2 separate regions of the Zea mays genome follow, and region 1 is linked to region 2. Evidence: chromatin contacts called from public Hi-C data. All regions are on one chromosome and are shown on one strand. Each heading gives the region's core, a stretch centred on a gene start, on an enhancer-like site or on the middle of the called end of the contact. The rest is flanking DNA. Distances are from core to core; before and after follow the strand shown. Region 1 holds the start of LOC103646089 (trichohyalin). Region 2 holds the start of LOC100277587.

The links. Hi-C and Micro-C count contacts between places; a contact is called where the count stands out from the background.
Region 1: a Hi-C map of leaf shows a contact between it and region 2, with 5 times the contacts expected there. The contact joins the promoter of LOC103646089 here to the promoter of LOC100277587 in region 2. A contact is called at or near these places in 5 of 25 Hi-C or Micro-C datasets (bundle sheath, ear, leaf and 1 more).

The regions. Positions count from the first base shown.
Region 1 is chr2:19,911,854-19,916,144 of Zm-B73-REFERENCE-NAM-5.0, forward strand. LOC103646089 (trichohyalin) reads right to left here and starts at 2,674. Exons shown (of 10, transcript XM_008670817.4): 1 at 2,114-2,674; 2 at 1,717-1,795; 3 at 1,184-1,425; 4 at 708-828; 5 at 558-632; 6 at 338-464; 7 at 1-250. The coding sequence starts at 1,743.
Region 2 is chr2:19,750,655-19,754,624 of Zm-B73-REFERENCE-NAM-5.0, forward strand. It overlaps LOC100277587, which reads left to right and starts at 2,276. Exons shown (of 1, transcript NM_001151105.2): 1 at 2,276-2,981. The coding sequence starts at 2,384. The coding sequence ends at 2,710.

The DNA of each region.
Region 1 (4,291 bases), core at 1,424-3,923, 160 kb after region 2:
TTGGACCCATTTATTGCACTACCATGCATCCTCTCATTGCCACGTGAAACAACCCTTTCATGCATCCTTTCATTGTCACGTGAGACAACCCTTTCTCTGTTCAAGAAAGCCTCCTTTCTCATGGTATCTACCCTACCTTCGGCATGCCTTTGAGTTGACATTTTGTTCTTAGATCCATATCCATTTGACACCCGTGCAGGTTGACTTGTTGGTGCCTTGCTCTTCACTGTTGTTCGCATCACCTCACGATCTTCATTATCCAGAAATAAACAGTCAGTAATTCCCATTTTAAGACACAGGGAATACCTTGGCTAATAAAATTAGAGTTCCAACTCACCAGCCCTTTGAGTCAAGGAAGATCTAGCAGCAGGCTTCTCCTTTGGAGAGGATGACAGGTCAGCATCATCCGAGAGTAGAAATGAATAATCCCGGTTATCCTTAAGTGCCTCGGCCTTCTTCTTTACCTGCAAATTGCAACTGCTATGTTGTGAATACATTATTTTAAGTCCATTATACCGAACATGCAAAAGAATGAAGTGAATATAAATTATTTATACCTGATTAACAATTTTCTGTTTATGCTGATGTCCATTTACTTTACTTTGCACTTTAGAGGACGACGGAATGTCCTTCTGGTAAAGGCAAAAAAGAATATAATTAATGTTGGTTTAGTGCTACCCAAAATTAGCACACTGGCATAGTATTACATGTACTCCCGAAGGCCTTGGCTCCCTTGCAACTGTGCTATGCAGTTCTTTCAATGATTTTCTTTCTTCAATCACTCGACGAGAAATCACCGGCTTGGATGGCCCAAAGAAAGAGCCAAATCTAGCAAGAAAAACAGGTAAAACACATTGAAGTATTGAACAACACTCTACATTCCCTTATTCACTAAATACTGTTTGGCATTTATTTTAAAGAAAATTGGTCTACAAACATCACAACCGCACTGAAGAACAAGCACATATAATGGTGAAAAATAAATCTTCCAGCGGCATACATTCCACAAGTGTATAATGATCAATAGGCTATGAAAACTTCAGTTCCACGATATGAGACATTTCAAAAGGAAACAAGTAATCTCCCGTAAGTCTTATTATTTCTCAATGGCATGAGCACAAAGAGAAATCTTTTTAGAAAGGAGGAGAATGCTGCTGAGAATCAGTACATCAAACATGCTTACTTGTCCCTGGCTTGAGGTATTTGTAAAGAAGACGATCTGCCAGCTGTGCAGGAAGCAGCAGCCTTTGCCTTTCGCCTAATCTGCTCTTTTAATCGTTCTCTCAATTCTAGGATCTCCTTTTGTCCCTCTGTAGGCTCTTCCTCCTCAAAATACTCATCCCCAGCACCCGAACCTTCCTCATCATACTCATCTTGATCATAGTACTCATCTCCGTACTCATCTTCCACTTCCTGGTGGTTACCCTGCACAATAATCGTCATCGTTTCGGGACCAAAAAAATTGCACTGTTTTTTTCACGACAGTCAATTCTACAGCTCCCTCTTTATTTTATTACAATTATTTTTTTCTTCTACATTCTTTATTTTATTACAATTATTTTTTCCTACATTTGGTCAAATAAAAAAATGAAGTACCATAATCCGCTGTCTACCTCAGTTTTCCCTCATGAACTTTGATTTGCGTCCTTTAAAAGCTATAATGATCATATACTTGATCGAAATGAAACCGACCGAAGTGCACGAAGTAAAGCTTACATTGGTCTCGTACCCGTAGCCCCGCATTGTCAAAACTCAACAGGATCCCGTCGTACGAGCTTCGAATTCACCGAATCGCCTGAATCAAAGCAAGTGAACTTCCATAAGTTTAGAAAGGCCGCCATGGATTTTTCGAACAATGCCCGCGTTGAAGCAGCCAAGCATCCAGTCGGGACAAAATACACATCGAACCAGCATCGATTGGCCCTAAATTTCCTTGGCGAAGGTACTCGATTCATAGGATAGGCACCTAATCGCTCAAATTCCACCCCAGATGCGACGCAAGGAATGGCAAATCTAGGGTTTGGACGGAGAATACGTGGCGAATCTGGGATGCCGCCACAGGAAAGCAACCATAGAAACCAGGGGGATTCGCGCCACCGGTTGGGGGACTCACCTCGGGGACCGGAGACGCCTCGTTCCGCCGCGGTGGCGGAGATCAGACTCGAACGACCAGTTGTTGCGACGCGGCTGGATCAGAAGTCGCTCGGGAGAAAGGAGGGGGGAGGGCGCTGCGGTCCAGGAGGCTGCTACGCCCGCGGCCGGGTAGGCACGGGGCGGAGGCGACCACAGCCCGCGTCTTGGTCGCTGCGGGAAACGGCGGGGGTCGCCGCCGGACCGGCGTGGGGCGCGAGGCTTTTGCCTCTCGTCGGGTGGAAAACTGGAAATGGGGAGCACAGGAGCCAGGGAGAGGGGGCAGGGGTTGAAGCGGGCGCACCGCGCACCGTTAAATAGGCGCGTTTCGCCTGCGCCGGGTAAAGAAGCCTGACGTCGCGCTGCCTCAGACGTGAGATGTCTCTGGAACCTACGCACGGCGGCGCATGGGCTACGCTTTTCTTGGCAGGTCTTGCGAGTGCCCAATCGCGAGCTGGGACACTGCACTGCAGCCTGCCTGCCTCTGCCTCTGCCTCTGCCTCTGCCTTCAGGCTAGTTTGCTTCCCCAAAAAGTGTTGCTTCCGCCAACAATGGAGCACGCTCCACGAAGAATGGAAGAAATGAATCGGGCCTGGTGCTGGAAACATGAGCTGTATTTTTTGGGTCACCACCGTTACGGTCCAAAGAAATCTAAAGTAGGAGTGTAGGACCTGATAAAAAAATATGGATCGGTTTAGCATAGTAAACGGGTCTAGGCTAGGCTATAAATTTCGTCGCGTCGGGCTTGGTACGGTTTAATAAAGTCTATATTATTTAATTTATTTAATTTAGTAAGTTTACGGTGTTTGTCTTGTAATATTTGAATTTTACATGGTTAAATAATGCTATTATTATTTAATATCTTTAATTAATAATAATATCTTTAATTTAGTAAGTTATAGATGTGGTTGTAATATTTGAACTTTATGTAGTTTAAATAAATGTGACAAGTTTGATCCAACATCGTCCAACAAAAACACGATGTGTTTTAGGACGAGGCTAGACTACTGTTTCTATTCTTTAAACTAACTGTTGACGCCTTTTCGGAGGCGCCAATCACTTCAAAAGAAAGCAGTGCTCTCTGGTCAGGCGCGGACAGTCCGCGGCACAGGGCCGGACGGTCCGCGACCTGGCGTGAGGCGGCGGTGCTCTCTGGTCAGGCGCGGACGGTCCGCGGCATAGGGTCGGACGGTCCGCGACCTGGTGCAGGAGCTCGGGTTCCCTGCCTGACGGCCGGACGGTCCGCGCCCTAGGGCCGGACGGTCCGCGCGTATGCAGGGGCGGCGGAAGATCGTCGGCGGCGTCTGGATCTCGTTCCCGGGAGGGACCCCGTCGGGGAGGAGAGATCCTAGGAGTTGTCTAGGCTCGGGTAGACCGACCTAGACTCCTCTAATCGATGTAGAGTCGAAGAGAGACGGAGAATTTGGGGATTGGAAGGCTAAACTAGGGCTAAACTAGAACTACTCCTAATTATACAGGAAATAAATGTGAAATAGAAGTTGTATTGATTCGATTGTTGATGATTACAAATCGGTCGTAGACCTCTCTATTTATAGAGGAGGGGGGCTGGACCCTTTACACAACTGATTCTGAGCTAATTCCGCGAATATAGCTAACAACCGTAGCACAAAACTCGAAACCCTAAACTGCTCTGCGCATGCGCGGACCATCCGGCCCACAGGCGCGGACTGTCCGGACTGCGGACCGTCCGGCCTCAGGGCCGGACCGTCCGCCAGCTCAAAACTATGCTCAACATATGCCCCCCTGCCTTTTGGTGGAGCTGAGCAAACCAAAAGCAACTAACTCGATGTGATTACATCGGTTCTCTTAGGCATCTTGCCACATACTAGGATGGTACTGTTTGAGGAAACACCCATTCAAAGCCTTAGACAAATCCTTGCCTTGTAATGTTTGTAGCAAATAGGTGTTGCCAGACATCACCTGTTTTACTTTATAAGGACCCTCCCAGCTTGGCGACTATTTCCCGAACTTCCGGCCTTTATTCCTTAGAGGCAGAATGGTCTTCCACACCAGGTCCCCTACTTGAAATGATTTTGTTTTGACCTTCTTGTTGTAGGCCCTGGCTACCATGATCTTGTCCTTTTCTATTGCTCCCAAAGCTATCATCCTCTTGTCGGTCACCTCATCAATATTATCCATC
Region 2 (3,970 bases), core at 1,026-3,525:
AGCAGCCCGTGACAGGATAGCTATTCTCCCTTGAGATTGCAAACTTACAAAGTCATTAAGTGGTTGACAAAGAGAGACAAATCCCCATAGGTTGAGATGATGTATAGAGACATTGATGTATTGAGACAACCATGCCCCTCTAACCCCATACAGATATAAGGTTATAGAAATTCGAATAGCATTTTAGTTTTTTACAACTGGGCCTGGAAACTCTTTGGACACCACTATTTTACAACTTATTATTCATCTTGTGTTAGAGCACAAGGAACTATACAAGCGAGGTTGCTTATTGAAGCGGGATCATTATGTCAAGGCCCAGTTGGAAGCACAGCCAGATCTTTGATGCCCCCTCGCTCAAAACTTGCATTCCTTGTACATGAGCTAACAAGCAGAAGAAATCCCTTTTTACAATACAAATTTACTTTCCTATTCACCCTGCCATATATCATACAAAGTTGGCCAGGACATGCGCCCATGGCCACCATCTCTAACCCTAATGGTGCCATCAAACTAGCACCATGATGCCGGTTATCTCAAGCAGGCACCTTGCTGCAGTACTGACACTCTTACAGCATGCCAATTTATCTCAGCGATTACTGGTATCCTTCAAGCAATCTTGATTTTCTGGGTCATAGACCGAGGGTGCATTTTTCAGACTTTGTCATTGATTAATCTAGGTTCATCATTGTACTCTCAGATCGTCAACTCTATCAATCACATCAAGGGCTTTTGTCCGGTCGATCTCAAAGTGGATCACAGGAAGCAACCTCTTGATCGATAGCGCCTCTTTCCTGTTGCCACTGCTTGGTGAATGGTTGTTACTTTTGCTTAACCTGCTTTGATTATTATGTCTTTCCTTATTGTCAAACTCTTGGCTTTTTCTTATACCAGGGATAAATGTCATGTACTTGACATCACTTAGCATGTCTTGGTCTTCTTCAGAATTTGGATCACAAACTCAACAAAATACAGTATTGTCGCTCGGGTAGAAGTTAAATTCCCGATTGAACCAAGTTTTCGTGACAAACAACATTTCGTTTTATCTTACATCAATGTAAGCCAACAATTCTTTAAGTTTTATTTTCAAAGTTACATGATCTTTATACCACCTCTTCTCCTACTGAAATACTATTAGAGAGCCAAGATCGAGGTCATAACATATTCGTTTTATGTTCAAAACATACATTCCGCCTATCTCGTTCTACAAGATAATAGGTTTTGTTCTCTTATGTCTTTGTCTGTAGGATGCAAAGATTCTTCGAAGTAACTTTGTGATTGATCTGTTAAGTTATGAGGACAATTCGTGCCGATATGCCATCCCTGCAAACATACAACAGAGACTTATCGATATCGCTAAAAGGGATTAGCTGATTTGTGTACAGTTGTCGACACATTTGTCTGTAATTAAAAATTCTAAATTAAGTTTTTAGAAATAATTTGTGTGATATTAATAATGTTTTCCACACGTATTTTACATATTATAGTGATGTTTGTCGTTCCGTATCAATGTTTCATACAAATCTTTTATTTCCGTCGCAACGCACGGACACATATCTATAACAATATAAGTCACATATGTATATAAGTTATCGTGTTATTATACGGTTCCGTTGCAACGCACAGACACTCACCTAGTTTAAAGCAAGTACGAGTGAGGACAACCTTAGCCTGTCAAGCGGACTGCAGCCGATCAAAAACATGTTCCTCCGTTGTAAATTTATAATTTGTTTTACCTTTTTAAGATAAATTTAACAGACTCGTTTTATTTAAATTTGAGCCGGCGAATACTTTAGGAATAACATCCACGATGTGTTTGTCTGATAATATCCGCCATGGGTAGGTCAGTTTTTTTGAATTATCTGAAATGCACCCAATAGTGATAAAATTATATTCGTGATATTCATATAGAATATTCATGTGAACACATATACAAAAATATCTAGATATCAGAAAAAGTATTCACGCTCGGGTCAAATGGACGGTCGAACAAACATTCAGTACCATTTGCATAATTGCATCCGGATCTGAAAAGTTGTGCCGGCACCGTGGGACCGTGCCAGGTCCACGTCAGCCGAGATACCGCTGGCACGAGGGAATGTGCCGAGTTGCCGACGTCCGACGAGGCCGGGGGAGCACGTGACATGAGATATCATCACGCACGGCGCTCGTTGCTCCTCCCCATCTCCGCCGTCCGCTTCGCATCCCACGGCTACCGCCTCCCTCCGCGCCCTCCTGTCCGCCTCATCTGCCGAGACCACCAGCCAATCAGCCAGCTACACACACACATCACTTGCCAGGCCAGTTGCGCTTGCGCCGCGCGCGCTCTCTCTATCTGCTTGTCGTGCAGAGAAAGTGAGGCGCTGCGCTGCGCTCCGCCGCGCAGATGTGGGCGCCGGGCTCGCCTGGGAGGCTGCCGGCGATGGTGGAGTGCGACGAGGACGGGCACGGGGACGCGTACCACGGGACGATGGCCTCCTGCTGGGGCCGCTTCGGCGCCGCCGCGCTGTGGCGCAGGCTACGGCGGCGTGTCAGCCTGGTGCGGCGCAGGCGGCGGCGCGGCCGCTCCCTCCTCGGCGGGCTAAACTACGACCCGCTCAGCTACGCGCAGAACTTCGACGACGGGTGCCTGGAGGAGCGCGAGCCGGACTTCAGCGCCAGGTTCGCGCCCGCGCGCCACGCCGCCGCCGGCTCCCCGCGGCCCACGGCCTGACGGCGTACTAGATTTTTTTTTATTACGACGTACTACCCCCGCTCGGTGCTCTGCTCGCAGTCGCAGCGCGCCATTGGAAGAGTCAAGAGTGGCAGGTAATTGCTCCTCCGCACGTCCTTTAGTTGATAAATGTATATACATGGTACACCGTACACGCCGTCGACTCGCATGGATGGATTGGATGGATGTAATTAAATACAGTAGCAGGTATCGTTAGTCGATCTCGATCGGAACGAAAAATAAGTTCTTGCCGATTGGCTGGCTTCCTTCATCCGGCAGCGTTCGTTCTTGCGGCTGCAGGATTCTTGAGGTTTTGACGTGTTCATGTACGCCTGTGCCTGTGTTTCGGGCTTCGGCACAGCGATCGCCTAAATCGTTCTAGGTCTTGTGGAGATGGCAGCATTCACCTTCAGTTCGTGCACTGTTTCTCCCCTCAACACATCCCATATATATTTGCTATATAGCTTCAGCGTGGCGAAGTTAGAGCAAAATTGAGGATGGTGAAATTGATCGGCATACTATTTTTTTTTTCTAGGAGTACATATACAGTGAAATTTTAACTGCATCTATAGAATTTGCGTTTTCAAGGGGGCGTATTGCATCCGATAGGTACAAACTAGCTTCGCCACTGAGCTTCATATTTACATTAAAATGTGACGCTTTGATGCAGGCAGCTGACACTGCACCTGCAGCTACTGGTTTCTCCACTACGCTTAGCTAGCACCCCCCAAAAAGTCGTGCCACTGCTTCTATCGTGGAATTACTTCTCCTGTCCTAGTCGAATTATCAGAGGACGGATCCAAGATCTGGGTGCCTGCTTCTGTTTACAAAAGCAAAGGTTACAACGAGATAGAGAGGGAGATGCATGCGCACTTCCTGAGCTGAGGGTAGAGTGTTGGAGGATAGCTTTAGGTCGGAATATCCTCGCAAAAATCCATCGTGTTGCAGTGTATAGCTTGAACCTGACGACGATCCTGTTGGCTTCATTCTGATGGCACGTCAGCACACGCAACTCGAGTAAGAAAATATCTTGCCCACCCAACCCAAGGCACCAAAACAAAAGGACCCTGGTGCTCTATCTCACTATTCTCTATGTGGTCCTTCCCACGAATCGACCGGTGACTGTATCTGTTAAGTACTACTCCTGCATCGAATGTCTTTTGTTCAAAAGGAAAAGTAAAAAAAAAAAGATCTTCTAAGCCAGTCATTCTATCTGCTGTTTTTTAATTAACTGGAGCCTTTTAGCTGAAATCACCTCAC